4 separate regions of the Mus musculus genome follow, and all the other regions are linked to region 1. A link is a contact called in public ChIA-PET and HiChIP or PLAC-seq data. All regions are on one chromosome and are shown on one strand. Each heading gives the region's core, a stretch centred on a gene start, on an enhancer-like site or on the middle of the called end of the contact. The rest is flanking DNA. Distances are from core to core; before and after follow the strand shown.

Region 1 (2,612 bases), core at 48-2,547:
GGTCAAGGGGTGTTGGACTTCTTGCTTTTCTTCTTGGTCATACTCTCATTCTCTCCGCAGTCCTCATGTTTACCAGAGACTGTGTGATGTATGTGAGGGAAGTGATGTGTGCATCTTCTCACTCATAAGTTTGAACTCCGTAGATATTAACGCATATAAGCCATATTTAAAAACAGGGCGCTGGGCAGTGGTGGCGCACGCCTTTGATCCCAGCACTTGGGAGGCACAGGCAGGTGGATTTCTGAGTTCGAGGCCAGCCTGGTCTACAAAGTGAGTTCCAGGACAGCCAGGGCTGTACAGAGAAACCCTGTCTCGAAAAGCAAGCAAACAAACAAACAAACAAAAAACCACACACACAAAAACAATAATAAAAATCTAAGTGTATTGCCCACTTGTGTATGGGTGCCCTAGGAGGCCAAAGAGGGAACTAGTAACAAAGCACTGAGCCCGCTCCCTCAACGTGGGGAATAGAGGGGAGGAGGCGCTAGAGAGAGGGAGGGGAGGGAGAAGAGAGGAGAAAAAAGGAGAGGGAGAAAAGCAAACCAGCTAGCCAAGGTTTTTTTGTAGCTGGGGAGTCCCATGATGAGGACTGAAAGTTGGAGGGGGACTGGAGCAAGAGGGGGACGATGGGCCGGGGTGAGTGGGCAGTGTCTGTCTTAGGGTGCAGGCAGGTCTGTGGGAAGAAACTTGGCTAGCAAATCCAAGGACCTAGATTGGATCCCCAGAAAACAACAAAGAGACAAACACCACCTCTTCAAGGCTGGAAAAGGGGTTCAGGCACCTTGCATGTGAGCAACAGAGACAAGGACAGCAGGGCCCGGGTCTCACGGGGAGGGAATTGCGTGCCTAGGTGACGCGGATGTGCAGCAAAGGCAGAGAGTTGCACGCACGGCACGCCGAAAGCTCTGCCCCTCCCCCAAACCCCACAAAGAATCTCTAAGTTCCTCTCTCTGGCCAGAGATCTGATAAGAAGCCCAGGCGCAACTCCGAACAGCGGATTCCGGAGCAGCCTCTAGCTGGCTCCGAGGCTCCCGAGCCCGGTCATGGTAGTTTAACCCGAGCGCTCGCCGAGAGGAGGAGGGATGGCGGGCTCGGCCGGGCGGGAAAGGGCGGGAAAGCGCAGCGCTAAAGAAAGAAAGAGGGGGAGGGGAGGAGCCCGCGCCTGGAGCCAATGAACGGCAGCGAGGCCGCGGTGCGCGCGTCAGGCCGGCGGCGCGCGCACGCCCAGAGATCTCGCGGGAAAAAGCCGTTGTCCCCCTCCGCCGGTGCTGCGGGGCGGGAGGTGGGAGGGGGCCTGGAGGCGGGAGCCAAGTCTCGCGAGAAGAGGCAGTTGCCGTAGCGGAGCCCTCTGGGTCTGTGCGAGTGTGGTGTGAGTGGATGTGAGCCGCCGCCGGAGCTGCGGACGGTTTGCCCGAGCCCGTTAGCGCCGCCGGCCCAGAGTCCCGCCGCCACCATGTCCCGATACCTGCGCCCCCCTAACACGTCTCTGTTCGTCAGGAACGTGGCGGACGACACCAGGTGAGCGCACCGGAGCAGCTACTGCGCGGGGGAGGGAGGCCGCGGGCGCCCGGCGAGCGGCGGCCGTGGCGCGGGGGAGGGGCGGGGCGAAGATGGCGGGGCCCGCGCCGGCTCTAGGCCGCGCCGCCGGCCTGCAGGAGCAAGGGCGGACACCGGGCCGAGCGCTGGCGAGCGAGCAGGCGTGAGGGCCGCGTGGCGGGCATTCGGGGGCCCCGTCCTCCCCCGCGTGCTCGGCGGCTGGGCCGAGCCGGCGGGCCGGACGTGTGTGTCCCTCATGGATCCGACGTCCACGTTCCATGAGGTGCACGCCCCCCTCGGCCTGAAAGGGATTTTTGTTGTTGAAAACGGGAAAAGGGTTGCCAGGCGGGGCGGCCCAGGCCAGCACTCGGGGAAGCCGAGGCGGGAGGATCGGCGCGAGTCGGAGGTCAGCTCGGGCTACGAAGTCAGAAGATGGAAAAGATGCGAGTGGGATAACGGGATAGCGGAGGGGAGGGTTTGCAGCTCCATCTCCCCCATCTGTGTGGATGGTGATGAGTGGATTCGAGATTGCTGTGGGGGAGAGGAGTCGTGGAGATTGGGGCGAGTGTAACAATTTTTCGGTTAAATGGAGTGATCCACGTGTTTTCGCGGAAATCTCTTTGAAAACGAGGTGCTGGAGAGACCGCTCCCGTTAGGGACCTTCGTGATTAACTTGGGTGAACGGAGGCGGTACTTTTAATAAAAGTCCGCCTTGTCTCCGGGCGTAGCCCCAGCACTCAGAAGACGGGTCTGGGAGTTCGAGTCTCGCCTGGTAAAGGGCTTTGTTTTCACAGCTTGTCCTTTGCTTTGAATTGCCTTCGGAATTTTTCAGAAGAGATTTTTATCACAGGATTACTCTTCGTGTTCGTACAAAATAAACTCCGAAGAAAAACTGAGGTTTTGGGTTTTTCTTGTTTTGTGGAGTTTTGTATCCTCTTTGTCATTACGCATAAAACAAAAGTGGTTAATTAACGACTTAAAAATTTTTCCATTTTGTCGTTTTAATACTTAAGTATGAAGTATGTAGATACTGTGATGGTTTTATTTCAGATTTTTAATGGCTGACCCTGTTGAAC
Region 2 (2,612 bases), core at 67-2,566, 170 kb before region 1:
AATCTACCTGCTGTCTAGTATTGTCCCCTTCCGGAATTCCTTATCTAAATGGTACAGGACACAAACCTTTCCTTTTCTGATATGTGAGCTTACAGGCGGGCAGACTACCTGTAACTTTCAACCCTAGAACACACTGACAATACCTAGAGAAGCAGACACCAGCTGCTAGGCAGAGGAAAAAGGGGCCTAGAGCCCCTCCACCATCTCTGACGAGCCCTAAACACACCTTATACTGAAAATGGATCATAATGATTGATTTCTTACATAGCCAAGGTTAACCTTGAACTCCTGGTCCCCCAACCTCTATCAACCCAGGGCTGGGATTGCAGGTGTGTACCTTAAAAAGCTCATAATTTTAGGATGTGTTTTTGTGCTTCTCGAATGTAGTTTAAAAAATCCCAGACACCTCTTGTTGTGCTGGGCCTGAACAGAGCAGAGTTTAAAAAAAAAATCAAATCAAAATAACTCGAGTTAAAGTTGGGTCCCCAGACAGAAACTAAGCTGTCTATTGAATCCCCCAGGAGATCAAGAGAAACCTGAGCTAATGGCCTGCTTTCCAAAAGTCCAGCTTTTGTTCTTTTTCTATCTTGTATGTATTCTGCAACAATTCCATAGAGATATCAATGTACCTATGTGGTATCCACCCCAACTCCCCATTCGCACTCCGTGCAGGCAAAATGCAGAAGATGAAGTCCATAACCCTTAATCCTTACACACAAAAGGACACACACACACACACACACACACACACACACACACACACACACACGTTGTTGTCCTAGCCTTGTCCCGACTCTACCTATAAGGAGAGTAATTTAGAAAGATCCCGCTTCCCCTTCCGTGGTTTCGCAGGTTTCTGGTTTCGGCCCTTCTGTTTACAAAACCAGCGTTTCCCACTTGGCTAGTTAGAATGGTTTGTGTGGTGGAATGAAGTGTCCCCTGCTCCAGGATAGAAAACAAAGCCTGAAGCGATGTCCTTTCTGGTTAGTAGCGACACAGACCGCGTTGCAGCTTAGGACAGCCTCCTCCAAGCTTTTACCGCGATGTAGGCGGGGAGTAACAAGCCTGCCGGGAATTCCTGCAGAAACTCAGTAAGAAACTCGCAAGACAGGCTGGGTGCCATCCCCCGCTCCGCCTGCAAAACGGGAGTCTTGCCAGTCTCCTCGAACTCTACCCTAGGTGCTATTTACTCCTCAACGGAACCCCAGAACTGGATTTCTTGTCTGATTTTTAAAAAATGTTACTGAGAGCCCCGCCCCCACCCACGGCAGGCGACGCGGGGCAGCCCTAGGTGAATCCCCACCGGTGGCACCGCCGGAGGCTCCTCCTCCCTGGGCCGCCGCCCTTGTCACCTGCCGCCCAGGGGCCTTGCGGCGGGCGGCGGGGACCCCAGGGACCGAAATGTGGCGGGCCGACCGGTGGGCGCCCCTACTCCTGTTCCTGTTGCAGAGCGCCCTAGGTAAGTACGGACCGCGGGGACCGCGGGGACCGCGAAGATGTGCCACCCACCCGAGGTCCCGAGAGGGGACTTGGTGCTGGGCCTCAGGGATTCTGTACACTTGCCGCGGGTTTGCTTGGTCCCAGAGTGAAACAATCCTGAGCTTGGACGGCCTTTTCTGGACGAAAGGATCCCGGTTTCCTTATTCCAGGCAGGGCCGGGAGTTCCAGGCACAGACACCGGAAAGCGTTGACTGTATTTGTTGACCGAATCCCAGAGTGCATACCTGATTGACACTTTTAATAGGGGACATACAGGAGCTGCCGGGATCCAGCTCTGGTTGATCTGGTCCCTGCTAGGAGACTCTTTAACGGGGCATTTTCTCTCTTTGTCTTTCATCTGGTAAGACAGCGGGGCACAGAATACCCGAGGCCAGGACCCAAGCACCGAACCCCAATTTTCCACTCATCAACTTCCCCAGGGAGGAAGCCATGGGCATACTTCAGAGTCCTAGACGCAGTCAAAGGAGCAGGAAGGGTTCTTAGAGCCGATAAACAATCATAAACGTTCATATTATTTTTGGTTGCTTCTTTGTCCTGGCCACTGTGTTCTCCTTAAGGTTTTCAACCCAGCTGCTCTAAGTGGTAGACAGTCATCATTTTTAAGTGAGGGAAACTGAGGCTCAGAGCACTTCATAGGTTGCTTTAGAAGTACCCCAGAGGGGCACACACAGGGCAGAGGAATAAGGCTGAGCCCTAGGTTTGCCCATGACCAGTGCTGCCCCTGCCCTGAGCGAGCTCACAGCTCTGTAGCAGTGTTTTTGAGTTAACGAGGGTCTTGGGGGACACGGGATTATGTTCCATCCCTGACACAAACTGGTTTAGTTAACATTGATCTCTGAGCCGTGTCTCTTTGATGATGGCTGTGGGTAACACCTTGCCCCAAGGGGTAGTCTGTCCTGAGGACTGAATGACATTTTATACAGTGCTATACCAGTCCCTGGAACCCTTGAAGACTCTGTGAAGTGTGGCAACTCTGAACTGTGACTTTCCCCATGTGGCCAAGCTCAAACTTTGGGCCTGTCCTGCTCATGGATGGCTCACGGATGGCTTAAAACTAAGGGGCTTACATACAGAGTGGCCTCTTGCTAGACAAACTGGAAGCTGGGTTTAAC
Region 3 (2,612 bases), core at 83-2,582, 150 kb before region 1:
ATTTTAAATGTTCCCTGTTAAGTTAAAGCTGGCTAGGTTTGCGGGGAGGAGAGGTAGTTGAGATAGGAGTTCCTAAAGCCCAGGCTGGCCTTGAACTTGTTCTATAGCCAAAAATGACCTTGAACCCCTGATCCTCCTGCTTCCACCTCCTAAGTGTTGGTATTGTAGGCATGAACCACATGGCTCCACTTTAGTATTTCGCCTGGAACTAGAGATCCCCCTGCCTTTTATCCCATGGCATATACAACCGCTGAGCTGTTTTGCTCTCTTCTACTCCTCCACCTTTGGAAACCGATAAGCATTTTGTACTCTGGGTGTATCTCCATTTGCACTAGTCACCTACCCTGCCTGTACTGCACTGGGCAGCTGGGGCACTGAGCTGGGTGACTGAGACCCTCATCCCCGTGGACTGGGAGGCCCGAGGGCTGGAAACCTGTAGAAACTCCTCCTGAAGCGGGGACCCTCCCCGGCCTTGGTGAGCTATACAGGAGTGACCCAAAGTAGCCGGCTTCTTTTGAACCCCAACGATCTGCACGAGGAGATTCGGCTGAGAAGAAACCAGGTTGTAGAAAATGCCCTTAGTGCTTGCTCTACAATGTAAGAGAAAAGAAAGCTCCGTGGTCCCTACCCCACCTCACCTGGCCACTTCCACCACCGGTATCCGTCAGCTCAGCGCATGCTCATTGCCGCTTGCTTCTCCAAACAGACCCTGTTTCCTGACACTCCCTATGGCCAGCCAGTGCAGATTCCTCTCCAGCAAGGTGCTAGCCGACGCCACTGCCTCAGCGCCAGAACCGTCTATACCTTAATTGACATTAAGTACAGCCAGTTCTCTGAGCCCAGCTGCATCTTCCTAGAGGCTCCAGGTGGGTGCAGAGCAGCACTGGAGTGGAACATCCCCTCCCTCCTCCCATGCCACTCCGGGGACACCAGAAGTTTCATGATTGAATGGTTCAAAGTATAAACTGACAGACAGATCGAAATCCCAGCTCTATCACAGTGACTGTGTGTCTTTAGGTAGCTTACATAACCTCTTTGAGACTTGGCTTCCACTAGAATGGTCTTATTCTCCTGGGATTGAGCAGGACTGTCACCGGAAACACTCGGTTCACTGAGGGACGGGGCCATTGTTCTGTCAGCAGTTACTGTGTTCTTTCCTCCCTAGGGGACAAAAGAGCTGTCCTGGCAATGCCCTCACTCTTGCTTCTACTGATAGCAGCCGTTGCAGCAGGTGTGGCATGGAAGATAATGAAAGGAAACCCCTGGTTTCAGGGGGTGAAGACGCCCCGGGCACTGGTATGGCATATCTGGAGTGTCTAGAAGGCATGATGGGGTGTATAGAAGTGAGGTGTTGAGTAGCAGGAAGTAGGGCTAAGTTTCCAGTACTTCAGACAGAATATCAAACTGGCCCATCTTGCCTCGGTGTCTAGACCCCCACTTCAGGGGGTGGATACCTTTAGCCCCAAATCCACTAACAAACCTGCCCCGCCCCCTGCCCGGAGAAATACCTAAGTCCCCTTCCGTGGAATCACCGAACCTTCTGCTAAGGCGTTGTCAGGTGCAAAGAGGCACACGCAGCCCTGAGACCCAGAAGAGAGGACCAGAGTGTGTGGGCTGGGAAGTGGTACAGCCGGGAGCATCTTTTAAGCCAGCAAATGCTTAGTTTACAACTTAACCAAGGCTGAGCGGCACCAGGCCAGTTTCGGGATGCTAACTCCTCTGTCAGATCCGGGAGCTAGCTGGGGGAAGGGAGAGGCCTAGAGAAGTTAGACAGGAGCTGGACCACAAGTGGGCAGTGAGAGGCTTTGAGGACAGACTCCCTGTGTGTCACAGCAGGGAGTAGTTTCAAAAGCCTGTAGAGCCTGCAAAACTCCCCCCGCCCCCACGGTGCTTGGCCCTGGTGTTTTCTGGAAACAGCTCCCAAAGAAATAACTTCCACTTGAAGCCGTGTGGACTATTGCTAGGGAACTATTGTTATTGCCCCAGGCTCAACCGGTCATGCTTCAAGAAGCTGGACTCACCTTCTCTCCCTTCTCTTTCTTACATCAGGACTTTTCTGAATACAGATACCCAGTGGCAACCTTTCAGCCCAGTGGACCTGAGTTCTCTGATGACTTGATCCTTTGTCCCCAGAAGGAACTGACCATAAGGAACAGGCCAGCCCCTCAGGTCAGAAACCCAGCCACGCTACAGGCAGGACCAGAAAGAGACAGTACTGAGGATGAAGACGAGGACACAGACTACGATGACGACGGTGACAGCGTCCAGCCCTACCTGGAACGGCCCCTCTTCATCAGCGAGAAGCCCCGGGTTATGGAACACTCGGAGACAGACGAGTCTGGGGTGGATTCAGGGGGGCCTTGGACATCCCCAGTTGGGAGTGACGGCTCCTCTGCATGGGACTCTTCAGACAGGAGCTGGTCCAGCACAGGGGACTCCTCATATAAGGATGAAGTTGGGTCTTCCAGCTGTTTGGACCGAAAGGAGCCGGACCAGGCGCCCTGTGGGGATTGGCTCCAGGAGGCTCTCCCATGCCTGGAATTTTCTGAGGACTTGGGCACCGTGGAAGAGCCTCTGAAGGATGGCCTCTCCGGGTGGAGGATTTCTGGTTC
Region 4 (2,612 bases), core at 67-2,566, 150 kb after region 1:
TGATGTAGCACAGACATGCACCACGCAAAGCCAGACTGAGTTTGTATTCCCTGGCTGTGTACTTCACTCTACACACAAATGAAGTGACTAGCAGGAACTGTCTGAAAAGCTGTCAGAGAATCCCCATGAAATGGGGCAGACTCTACCAGACCCTGTAGGTGCAGAACCACCAGTACCTCTGACACCACAGCTTTCCAAGACTGGCCGCTGTGCTCATGGCGGCTTAAGAGGCAAATCAGAAGTCTTTGCTGACTCTTGAGGCCACAATGCCGACAATTTAACTTTCCAACTCACACATTCAATAGTACCCAGACCCTGCAGCTTCCCAGAGCAGCAACAGGTCTCACCATGAGCTAATAAACACGAAACACCTGAGGAGGGCCAGCCTGTCCTTGGCTCAGTTAACATCTGTGTCAGGATCCCTACTGGCCCACAGCCCTGTTCCCACCAAAGTTGCTTACTCTTCACAGCTGGTTTCCTGGGATCATAGGAAACAGAACTGCTGGCCACAGGAGCTAAGTGGGCACTGCTAGTACTGGGCCCATCATAGGCCAGCTCCTCAGGACTGGAGTGGAAGTTGCTGCTGCTGTTGCTGGCAGGAACATGGCTGCTTCCTGTTGTATATGGCGCTGGCTTTATCCTGCAATACAGACAAAGCTGACAATTAGCTGGGAGCACACAATCTCAACAGAGCTGTTGCTGGGTGACTTCACTGGGGCTCTGTGCAGTGGGCCTGGTACACTGAGTGCTGGTGAAGATTCAGATACAGCTGTTAGCCCTTTATTGAGAGTGACAGTCACACTAAGCTTTTCCTGTTAAAATGTCAGTCTATAATTTGGAAATGCTCATGTGCCCTAAAAAATCTAGTCACCCTGGAAATTTGTTTTCTTTTATATGTATGCAGATGTGGGTACCAGGGCATCTGTTCATGTGGAGGCCAAGTCAGCCTTGGCTGTTATTTCTCAGGAGCTACCTGGCTATGAGACAGAGTCTTACTGAGACCCAGCGCTCACTGCACAGGCTAGGCTGGCCGGGGACTCGCTCCCCAGCACTAGGATCACAAGTGCACACCAGCCATCTGCCTGGTAACACCGGTGTGAGAATCAACCTAGGCTTAAGCATTTTATTGGCATAGCTATATCTTCAAACATAAAAACAGTTTTGGGGTATAAGTGAGAAAAATTAATGCAGAAGGGGCCCGTTCTTGAGTCAGGTCCTGTTCTCTGCCTACAAGAACACATGCATGTAGCAGAAATGATCACCTAAGCAAAGGCCAAGAGGAAGGTACAGCTCTGGTAACCACTCAAGAACACTCTCCACTGAGTGACTCCACCACAAATGAGTCACTTCCTGCCCCCCAGCTCTCCTTCAGGGTAATGCTCTTGCAGCAGAGAGATTTTACCTGACTTTCTCAGGAACAGCTGCTCCCCCGGTTCCAAACTTCTCCTGCCTTCTTCGGACATCTCTTGGTGGCTTGGCCACAGAGTTGACAAAAGCCATCTTTGCTTGTCGTCCTGAGTAGAAATACAAACATCAATATTTACCTTCATACTCAAAGGAACTGCTGCCAATGTGAGGGTCTAGAGCAGTGGTTCTCAACTTTCCTAATGTTGTGACCTTTTAATACAGTTCCTCAGCGGTTAAGAGCACTGACTGCTCTTCCAGAGGTCCTGAGTTCAATTCCCAGCAACCACATGGTGGCTCACAACAACCATCTGTAATGGAACCCAAAGCCCTCTTCTGGTGTGTCTGAAGACAGCAACAATGTACTCATACACAAAAATAAATAAATAAATCTTAAAAAATACAGTTCCTCATGTGTGGTGATCCCCAACTATAAAAGTATTTTACTGTTATTTCCTGACTATAATTTTGCTACTGTTATGAATGGTAATGTAAGTTTATGTGTGTTTTCCAATGGTTCTAGGCAACCCCTGTGAAAGACTTTTTGAACCCCCCAGAAGGAGTCACAACCCATGGCCACTGGTCTAGAGCTTTCTAAGGTTTGCGGGGCCTGTGAACCCGCACTCGGGAGCAGCCTGGACAGAAGGCTCAGCTGCGCTTCCTTACCCTTTGGCTTATTGGCATGAGCAGAGCGGATGTTGTTTGTGAGCAGGCGCAGCCGCTGCTCTCTGGCGTCCTGAAGCCTCAGGTACATCTCCCTCCAGGACTCATACTCTTCTGGCCTTTCTTCCTTAAAGTCTCGGTGACAGTGAACTTTCCACAACTGATCTGTTTCTTCAATTAATACCTGAAACCAGGACCAAGGCATGACTTGTGTACACGCTCTCCTTCCTATCTCCCCTTTACCTACACAGGACCCGATGCCTAATAGTATGGGGGAGGCAGGTTGACTTAGTAGCAGTACCACAATACTAGGAAGAAGGCAAATCACTAAATTAAAAAAAAAAAAAAAAAAAATGCCAGGCAGTGGTGTACGCCTTTACCTTTTAATCCCAGCACTTGGGAGGCAGAGGCAGGTGGATTTCTGAGTTCGAGGCCAGCCTGGTCTACAGAGTGAGTCCCAGGACAGCCAGGACTACTCAGAGAAACCCTGTCTCAAAAAAAAAAAAGGGGGCGGGGGGGGGGGCTGGAGAGATGGCTCAGGGGGT

The links. ChIA-PET counts read pairs in DNA pulled down with a chosen protein or histone mark. HiChIP or PLAC-seq counts read pairs in DNA pulled down with a chosen protein or histone mark.
Region 2: an H3K4me3 HiChIP or PLAC-seq map of bone marrow-derived macrophages shows a contact between it and region 1, with 3 times the contacts expected there. The contact joins the promoter of Ifnlr1 here to the promoter of Srsf10 in region 1. A contact is called at or near these places in 1 of 39 promoter capture datasets (the SN4741 cell line), 1 of 484 Hi-C or Micro-C datasets (nephron progenitors), 5 of 115 datasets of contacts at active chromatin or transcription factors (bone marrow-derived macrophages, embryonic stem cells and pancreatic cancer cells) and 3 of 9 other capture datasets (adipose tissue, liver and pancreatic islet).
Region 3: an H3K4me3 HiChIP or PLAC-seq map of the 230-238 cell line shows a contact between it and region 1, with 15 read pairs. The contact joins the enhancer-like site here to the promoter of Srsf10 in region 1. A contact is called at or near these places in 5 of 115 datasets of contacts at active chromatin or transcription factors (the 230-238 cell line, the SCID.adh cell line, bone marrow-derived macrophages and 1 more) and 1 of 9 other capture datasets (adipose tissue).
Region 4: a contact with region 1 is called in an RNA polymerase II ChIA-PET map of effector CD8 T cells, with 41 read pairs. The contact joins the enhancer-like site here to the promoter of Srsf10 in region 1. A contact is called at or near these places in 2 of 39 promoter capture datasets (cranial neural crest and stem cell-derived epiblast-like cells), 3 of 115 datasets of contacts at active chromatin or transcription factors (the SCID.adh cell line, effector CD8 T cells and embryonic stem cells) and 3 of 9 other capture datasets (adipose tissue, liver and pancreatic islet).

Annotation. Positions count from the first base shown.
Region 1 is chr4:135,854,774-135,857,385 of GRCm38.p6, forward strand. Srsf10 (serine and arginine-rich splicing factor 10) reads left to right here and starts at 1,298. Exons shown (of 6, transcript NM_001080387.2): 1 at 1,298-1,518. The coding sequence starts at 1,454.
Region 2 is chr4:135,685,141-135,687,752 of GRCm38.p6, forward strand. It overlaps Ifnlr1 (interferon lambda receptor 1), which reads left to right and starts at 1,317. Exons shown (of 7, transcript NM_174851.3): 1 at 1,317-1,459. The coding sequence starts at 1,402.
Region 3 is chr4:135,703,004-135,705,615 of GRCm38.p6, forward strand. Ifnlr1 (interferon lambda receptor 1) reads left to right here. Exons shown (of 7, transcript NM_174851.3): 5 at 707-866; 6 at 1,166-1,296; 7 at 2,050-2,612. Among named protein-coding and RNA genes, the nearest start is that of Ifnlr1, 18 kb to the left of the region's middle. Within about 2 kb of position 1,333, at least 22 of the 459 cell types and tissues checked have an H3K27ac peak or open chromatin away from gene starts, as enhancers often do. A contact at or near this core is called in the 230-238 cell line, where this site is marked.
Region 4 is chr4:136,005,710-136,008,321 of GRCm38.p6, forward strand. Eloa (elongin A) reads right to left here. Exons shown (of 11, transcript NM_013736.4): 8 at 2,071-2,251; 9 at 1,403-1,514; 10 at 462-640. Among named protein-coding and RNA genes, the nearest start is that of Eloa, 15 kb to the right of the region's middle. Within about 2 kb of position 1,317, at least 22 of the 459 cell types and tissues checked have an H3K27ac peak or open chromatin away from gene starts, as enhancers often do. A contact at or near this core is called in effector CD8 T cells and liver, where this site is marked.